3 separate regions of the Mus musculus genome follow, and all the other regions are linked to region 1. The links are chromatin contacts, called in public Hi-C and HiChIP or PLAC-seq maps. All regions are on one chromosome and are shown on one strand. Each heading gives the region's core, a stretch centred on a gene start, on an enhancer-like site or on the middle of the called end of the contact. The rest is flanking DNA. Distances are from core to core; before and after follow the strand shown.

Region 1 (2,684 bases), core at 99-2,598:
TTTGAAAATTATAAATATTTATCTTGCATATTCTGGAGATAGCTTCCTCATTCCCCTTTTCAGTGACACACACACACACACACACACACACACACACATACACACACACACACACAAACACACGAACACATGCACACATGCATGCACTTAAAGTGATTGTCACCTAAGCTCTGATGATGCTCGTTGAAGCAGTACAAATTGTATTCAATGAAGTCCTGATAATCAAAATATCTAAGAGTTAATAAAATGTCTAAGAAATTTTGGGTTGTTTAGAGGGGGAGCAGGAATCTGCCCTCGAGCAGAATGCCCAGCAGGTCAATCAACAGCAGGGTACTTTATGCCTTGTTCATTTTTAGAGCTGTATCTGACATCCGTTCTCATGGTCTCCTTAAAGCCAACTGACAAAGAGGTGAAATATGTGACAATACCAAGTACTTCCACTCAGCACTCTTTGAATTGAGATTTCAAGAAGTTCAACCACCACTCAGGTCTCTGGACTTGCACTTTAGTTTGCATTTGGCTTATATTTCAGTTTCTATTTTTCTGTTCTGTTTTTTATTTTTAATTATCTTTCTTATTTCTTCACTGTTTTCATATACTTCTTGATTTGTATATAATTGTAGTATGACTATCCTTTCTTTAAGGTGTCAAATTGCTTTCTGTTTGTGGCTTGTTTTTTAAACTTTAGTATATGTTATTGTGCAAATGTGTGCTGTTTTGTATTATTCCACTATCTTTCTTTAGATACTTGATTCTTAAAGTTTTGATAAGGCCTTCCTCATCCATTATTTAAAATAAAGTTTTGCCCTAGCATCGATAGTTTAACTCTTTTGTTATTTACATATCTAATGCACATGGAATTTATTTTTGTATAATATGTGAGCTAGAACTTGAAGTTAATTTTTAAAAATATTAGTCAGTGTCTAAGTTCAATATATGGGGGAATTAATGCCCTTTTCCAGTGGTTTGAAATATCAAATGTGCATATAGTATTGCTTGATTTCATGTGAAAATGTACCAGCCTACTGATCCTATGGTTAAAAACAGAGGGTGAGCTTTTCCTCAGAATCACATGACAGGAGTGTGGCTGGGCCTCAGCAGCAGACAGACAGGGGCTTGGGTGCTCTGGAGTCTTGTTTCTACTTCCTTTTCCTCTCTGTCCCACATTTGCTTCCTTCTTTTCACTCTGGACTGTCCCTTTCTGGACTACTCTGACCCTTTCATCTGTTCGGCAAGAGGCTCTCCTTGGAGCACCAGTTTGCATTCTCACCGTGGGCCAGTACCTTTCACTGTATCCTGGAAGGGCACTTTTAGGGAAGCATAGTCAGACCTGACCAGGGAGCTTCTTGGATAAATGACTCGCCTTTCCTGTGCCTTAAGTGCATGAATAATTATGTTTGTCTTTGTCTCTTTCAGTTTGGTACTGGGCCAGTTACCATTCGAGTTCCTTTTGTTTTTGTTTTAAATTCCTCCTTTGTGTGTGTCTGTGTTGTGTCAGAGACTTTGCAAAATTGTGTGCAAGAACTTTTTTATTTTTTTATTACTATTATTCTTTTAAAATCTTATTGCCTTGGATTTATTCTTCCAGATGAAATTTAGAATGAACATGTCAAGTTCCATTTTACATCCCATGTTTTTTTTATGGGAATAGATTGAATTCATAGCTTTATAAGTGGAAAATTGGTTTTCCTCTTTGAGACTCATTTTGTAGAATCACAGTGTGTTTTTTTATTTTCAAAGTGTGTTAATGTATAATAAGCTGGCCATGTTATTGTTAGTTGTCTACCCTGTACTAATCTCTGCTTAATCAAACAGAACTTAATGGAAAATACGGAAAACACAGTTAAGTTAAAGAAGACAACAAATGTTTTCTATAGTGCTGCCTGCTATTCATGGATGACACAGTGTTGTGTGGTGGTAATTCGTGGGTGTGAATCATCAAGAATACAGAAATGTGGCATTTTTGGAGCATGTGCACTTGTGTGCAGCAGAGCCGGATAGCACTTTGCACTATAGTACTCATAACTGAAGAACTCTAAGTGCGTTGTCTCGGCCATGGAAGAAATCTGAATGGATTCAGTAAAGGCTTTTTTACTTTCTCTGGTGATCAAAGAATAGGTCCTGCTGAAAAGGTCCTGTTCACATCTGAGAGGAAAGGGAGGCATGAGCTATGCAGCTCTGCCCATGTTGGTAGAAGGAAACTTTTCTCAAGGCAGCTCTGTTTGCAGCTGTTCACATGACCACTTTCTCATGTAGGTGGACAATCAAGTGTCTAGCTGTTTGGTCGGCACTGTGGCAAATGGGGTTGTGGTGGCCTTTGCAAATGAAGTGTTCAAGCAAAGTATAATTAGTGCTTCTCTGTGCCTTTATTTTTCCTCCATCCCCCCTAATTCCCCATCGAAAGATGTATGAGATTCTGTTTTCTCTTCCTACCAGCCACTCTGTTCAGTCCAGAAAAGGGTCCTAGAAACTGGAAGTCACTTCCATGGTGAAGTAATCATCCCTAGACTGCTTAAAATGGCGGCCTTTGCCCTTTCTCTTTTCACTGTGTTGCTGCCTCTTTGAGTCTCCCGTGAGGAAGCAATGGAAGTCCTCTGAAGGTTCACTCTGAGCTTCCTTTAGTTAATCCTGCCCTGGGTTTGGCCGCTCATGCCAACACTTGTTTTCAGCTGTGAGGATGGGCC
Region 2 (2,684 bases), core at 129-2,628, 410 kb after region 1:
CATAAGCGAGTAGGCCCTGCGTTAGCCAAGAGACAGTGAGTGCCGCATGCTCTACCGCAGGCTTTCAGTACATGTGTCGCATGTGTGCATATGATTTCCCCTCTTACAAAATTGAAGCTATGTTAATGTAACTTAAAATATATTCATTTCATGTTGTCATATAGTAGTAATCTTTGAAAACATGGGTTTTTTTTCAAATACTCACTAATATTTCTAGAAAATTTCACTTTCAATAAGTGAATAAATTTGTGGTATAAATTAACAGAAATTTATTTTCTAACCGCTTTGGATGTCGGTGGTTTGCATTTTGTTTCTCTCCTGGTAAGCAAGTACGGAACTTGCCTTTACATGAGCCTGTTTGGACACCGTTTCTGCATTGACCCAGTTAAAACCTGTCCAGTTTTCTTCCCACTGAGAGCAGAGTCGTTGGCCTTTTTCTCCTCAAGGTTGCTCATCACAATTCTTAGTGTCCCTTAATGTCTCCTTCTAAGGCACTTTTTCAAATGGTAGGGTTAATTTTATTTTACACCATTTGGTTTCCACATTATACGATAAATAATCAAACCCTTGGCGCTTTGTTAAACTGTTTTGTAGAATGTGGATCGCAGTACGTAGCAACTCCTCCCACCCTTCCCCCACGCTCTGTTACTTACAGTTAGAAGAACTGGACCTTAAACTGCATTTCCAAATGCCTTTTTAGCTGGAAAAACACTTGTTTTTAGTCCAGAATGTTCTTGTTTAGCACTTCTGGTTTTTTACAGAAACAGACTTTACATTCCTCTAGAAGTTCGGGAAAAAGTAAAATAGTTTTTTGAATAGTTAAGAAAATGACACGTGTAACTGACTATGATAAAGACACGTGTGCTGGGGTCTTTGCTTGGAAAGTGGCCTGCATGTATTCCTTTTTAACTTTTCTAATCTAGTGGGTTGATACCCACTTGCTTCTCTGCCACTCTATCTTCTCCTATATTTTTTACTGTTTGCAGAAAAGTGGTGTGTGTGTGTGTGTGTGTCTGTGTGTCTGTGTGTTCATTAAATTCCATGTTTTATGATAAATTTGGTGGAAAGCCTTTCTTGTTCAGATTAGGGAAACCAGGTGTGACTGAATGCTGCATTTATTTGGCCGCTCTTATGGGAAATGATCTCATTATTGAATTAGTCTATCCATAATAACATTGACAAGGGGAAGTTAAGAACATGGAGGCCTGAGGGATACAAAGAGCCATTACTAATTCTCTGAGGACTATAATTCCTAAATTCAATCATCCTTTTTTAAATGATTTTTTTTATTTAGTTGAAATAAGTAAATTAACACAGTCCTTGGCAGACAGTATGGGGCCCAAACAAATACTGAGAAAACAGCGTCTGCATCATGAAGCCCTGACAGGGTAGCACTGAGATTGGCATCAGTGGGCGATGTTCCAGTGAAGGGTTTCTGCAGGACATAATTGAATGGCAACTCACTCATGCCTTTCACAGTTGGGTTTCTGAATTATATCCAAGGAGTGGGTAAAAGGTGAATGTGACCACCAGGGAGGGTGTGTCTGATGTTAGCCCTGTTCTATAATGGATTATGCAGGCTGGTGTACACATGTAGTGTGAGCAGATTCTGTGCTCCAGATCCTGCAGCAGACACCATCTCTCCTTACTTAAATGGGAAGCTTCTTGGTGCTTAGAACAGAGTACATGATCACTAGATGTGGTGAGAAAATGAGTAAATGCCAAACCAAAGCTGATGAAGAGTTTGCAAAATAACCAGGAAGGTGATCTGCCCTGAAAGTTTTAATCAACAAATATAGTCAATTTTCTATGCCCTCCTAGGAAGCAAGAGTGTGTCTCAATGTTGGAAAGCAGGAGATACCAAATGTTGTAATGTAGGCCATCAGGCCGTGGTCTCTTTCCTCCTCATTTGCTCTTGTTCTCATGTGGCTGTATTTCTCAGCCTTATCTTCCCCTTCTCTTTGAGGTAGGACATAATGTTCTGAAATGGTCTCCATCAATTCTACCAAATTTGAAGCTGTGTAAAATAAATACCAAAAACAGCCAGGACTAAGAGACTGCAGCAGTGTGCCTCAGCATTCCTCAAGCAGTGTCTAATCAAGCATGGACAACGGCACCTGTATTTCCAGTGAATCTCTATAGAAATGTTATCTTCTAACAAGTAATTAATCACCAGTCGCCATGTGTCAGAAAACTGACTTAACGAGAAGTTGTACAACACCTGTAGGTTTTTTCACTGCCACGCATTCCTGGCCGGTCAAAACTATAGCACCTTTCTATACTAAGGAATTAGGGGATGTGGAGTGGTTCTACTTCTGTTGATTTTCCTGCCCACGTCGAGGTTGTCTGTCTCTTTATACACGCTGTACTTTAATCTCTACTGGGGTAGGTTAGGTGAACAGAGAATCAAGACAGCCTGAACATTACCAGGATCACTGAGAGCTCTGTCCTCCATGGTGAAGATCACTTCAATGTTGCTGTCGTTTTGACTCTTCATCCCACCATTTAATTTTCAGAATCAAAAAGATTCACTGCCCAAGAAAATCATAGCAGATTAACTGGAAAGTTTCTGGGTCTCTAAGTGTGCATGGCTGTAGTTATCTATCACCGCTCATCTAAACTTGAGCTGCCATGTTCATTTACAGAAATAAGTCACCAAGGCCACCGTGGATGCCATGTGGTAG
Region 3 (2,684 bases), core at 112-2,611, 310 kb after region 1:
GGGTCAGTTCTTTCCTTCTACCCTGTGGACTCCCAATTTGGCAAGTTTTATGTCAAGCTAAAGTCATCTGAGAGTAGGGAACCTCAGTTAATAAAATGCTTCCATCAGAAGGGGGTGGAGGCAAGCCCGTAGCACATTTCTTTAAGTTAGTAGTTGGCAGGGTGTGGTGCCCACTATGGTGCCTCTGCTGGGCTGGTGGCCTTGCATTCTGTAATAAAGGAGGCTGAGCAAGCCAAGGGAAACAACCCAGTAAGTAGCACCCCTCCATGACCTCTGCATCAGCTTCTCCTCCAGGTTCCAGCCCTTTTTAAGTTCCTATCCTGACTTTCTTCAGTTATGATGTGGAAGTGTAAGCCAAATAAACCCTTTCCTCCCCGAATTGTTTTTTGGTCATGGGGTTTCATAGCAGCAATAGGAGCCCTAACTAAAAGACATTAGATCAGCAGGCTTGGCAGCACTTACCTACTAAGCCGATGTCCTGGTTCTTTTGGAACACAGCCATTGCTTTAGGTTCTTGGTCTGTGACACTCTAAAAATGATCTTGATTCTTTTGTCTAGGAGACTGAACCCTGTGGAAACAAACACACACACACAAACACACACAAACACACAAGGTGGGGGGAGTGAGGGACAGAGAGAGACAGAGAAAGAGGCAGAGGCAAAGATGTCCACTTCTTGTTTCCCCAGATGATTCCATACACATGATTGTCTGGGGGTGATGTACACAGCTCCTGAATTATGGGTCTAATGTAAATTCATCTGTGATTGGGAAAAGCAAATCTGTAAACCTTTGAAGTCAACCAAGTAGAAAACCATCTTTATACTTGTTTTACATGGACATGTGTGTACGTTCTCCACACGCAACCCCAAGGAGCGTGTTTCTGTGACTTCATCAGGTTTTTCAGGTTTAGGGAGCGTGTGTTTTCTTCTTGCGTGACTCTGAAGATGCAGTGTCCTTACTTCCTCTCTTCCAGTCTGTTGCCCTCCCCCGGATTGGCACCTGCTGAGGAGTAATTAGGGCAGTCCTAATTTGGACAACCAAATCCTGATTACAGTGAGAGGAAAAACAGGAAATGTTCTAGTTTTTCTGCCAGCAAATGACTGACTTAAATAGAAAGCCATGTACAATTCAAATGATCCAAAATGATATAACACTAGGGAGGGGAGGAGGGAGGAAGTAGGGAAACATTGCAGTCCGACTTCGCCCTCGTGATTCTCAGCAGATCTTGCATGGAAGCTGTCAAATCTGTGAGCTCACAATGCCCTCTGCTGAGAACCAGTCTCTCAGGAGAACCTGAGCAGAGCTGTGGGTTTAAAGATCTGAGGAAAGGTCAGGGACATCTCTCCTGTGAGAGCACAGTGCTCAAGAGAAAGACTGCTCTGGAATGATGTCATGGCACGTGATTGGGGTGCAGATGTTCCCTACAAGGGAAGTAAGAACTAGAAGTGTTTTCCTTAATTAGTCATACCCCTTGGAGCTTCAAGTAAACCCAGTTGTGAGTTCTGAAATGTACCATGTTCCTAATCAGGCAGTCTGTCTATTACTGTGCCACCTCTAAGCCAAATGCTTCTCTCCCCATGTTTGTCCTCTTTGCCCTGAGATTCAACCAGCAGTTCCATCTGTCCCCAACGAGTCATTTAATGCTTAGAATTCACAGTTTTTGTGAAGTTTCTCTTCATTTTAATTTGGTATCAGTTCATTAATTTTTCTCCAGTGGCCGGAGTACTCACACTTGTCTCTGTCTCTGTCTCTGTCTCTGTCTCTCTCTCTCTCAATCTCTCTCTCTCTCACACACACACACACACACACACACACACACACACACACACACACACACACAACCATGATGTTGAAGCTGGTAGAAAACACAAATAAAACCTCTGCTATATACTTAGAGGTTCCATTGATATCAGACACAGCATACTACTGAGAGTTATAAGCAGCTGGGGACTCACCTTTCAGCCATTCACTGTGTCTTCATAAAGGAGCTAGAAATTATGCTAAAGTATGAAGACACTTTGCAGCATGACACACCTGCAAGCTTAGCATGAACTCAGTGGAATTGCTGTAGAACTTGACTAGCATGCAAAGGGCCCTGGATTTGATCCCAAGCATACCAGAATGCTAAGGAGCACTCTTGAGAAAGGATGATGATAGCAGATCCAACTCAGGGGTAACACCTTGCTGCCCCCCTTGGCATGTTTGGTGAATGAATGAGGAAGCCTTTGCTAAACTGAATGGGGAGAATTGCAGTAAAGCAGAAGGGTGAATGGATGCATGCAGGAAAGCGAGCAAATCGTAACAAGGGCAGAATGTGTGCATAGGTAAGGAAGGGAAGTTTGGCATTTTCCCAGTTAGTGGCAAAGAGTACTATATGACTCCAATGGGGTGAGGTGGACGGCATGGTCCAAGTGCAGTTATAACACCCATTGTGTTAACTAGCAGAAACGGACATTCATGGATGCCTTCAAACTCAGGAAGTACTTCAGTACCCCTGCATAATCTGTAGGATTAAGAACAGAGTTGAGCTTGCCTTGAACATTTCCAACCTAATGAAATGTAAATGAAAAATAACCAACAACAAAAACAAAACAAAGTCATGAGCCAGAGGAACAGCAAAGGTCCACCCAGCTCTAACCCTCCTCAGCCTGTGAAGACTCTCCCACCTGCTTGGCTCACGCAG

What was found. Hi-C and Micro-C count contacts between places; a contact is called where the count stands out from the background. HiChIP or PLAC-seq counts read pairs in DNA pulled down with a chosen protein or histone mark.
Region 2: a contact with region 1 is called in a Hi-C map of the N1E-115 cell line, with 2.4 times the contacts expected there. The contact joins two enhancer-like sites. A contact is called at or near these places in 2 of 484 Hi-C or Micro-C datasets (the N1E-115 cell line and nephron progenitors) and 1 of 115 datasets of contacts at active chromatin or transcription factors (embryonic stem cells).
Region 3: an H3K4me3 HiChIP or PLAC-seq map of bone marrow-derived macrophages shows a contact between it and region 1, with 4 times the contacts expected there. The contact joins two enhancer-like sites. A contact is called at or near these places in 1 of 484 Hi-C or Micro-C datasets (cerebellum) and 1 of 115 datasets of contacts at active chromatin or transcription factors (bone marrow-derived macrophages).

Annotation. Positions count from the first base shown.
Region 1 is chr6:33,514,348-33,517,031 of GRCm38.p6, forward strand. The region is part of intron 9 of Exoc4 (exocyst complex component 4); the gene reads left to right. Among named protein-coding and RNA genes, the nearest start is that of Gm38785, 73 kb to the left of the region's middle. Within about 2 kb of position 1,349, at least 57 of the 459 cell types and tissues checked have an H3K27ac peak or open chromatin away from gene starts, as enhancers often do. A contact at or near this core is called in the N1E-115 cell line and bone marrow-derived macrophages, where this site is marked.
Region 2 is chr6:33,922,358-33,925,041 of GRCm38.p6, forward strand. All of the region lies in intron 17 of Exoc4 (exocyst complex component 4), which reads left to right. Among named protein-coding and RNA genes, the nearest start is that of Gm13853, 69 kb to the right of the region's middle. Within about 2 kb of position 1,379, at least 3 of the 459 cell types and tissues checked have an H3K27ac peak or open chromatin away from gene starts, as enhancers often do. A contact at or near this core is called in the N1E-115 cell line, where this site is marked.
Region 3 is chr6:33,822,845-33,825,528 of GRCm38.p6, forward strand. The region is part of intron 12 of Exoc4 (exocyst complex component 4); the gene reads left to right. Among named protein-coding and RNA genes, the nearest start is that of Gm13853, 170 kb to the right of the region's middle. Within about 2 kb of position 1,362, at least 56 of the 459 cell types and tissues checked have an H3K27ac peak or open chromatin away from gene starts, as enhancers often do. A contact at or near this core is called in bone marrow-derived macrophages, where this site is marked.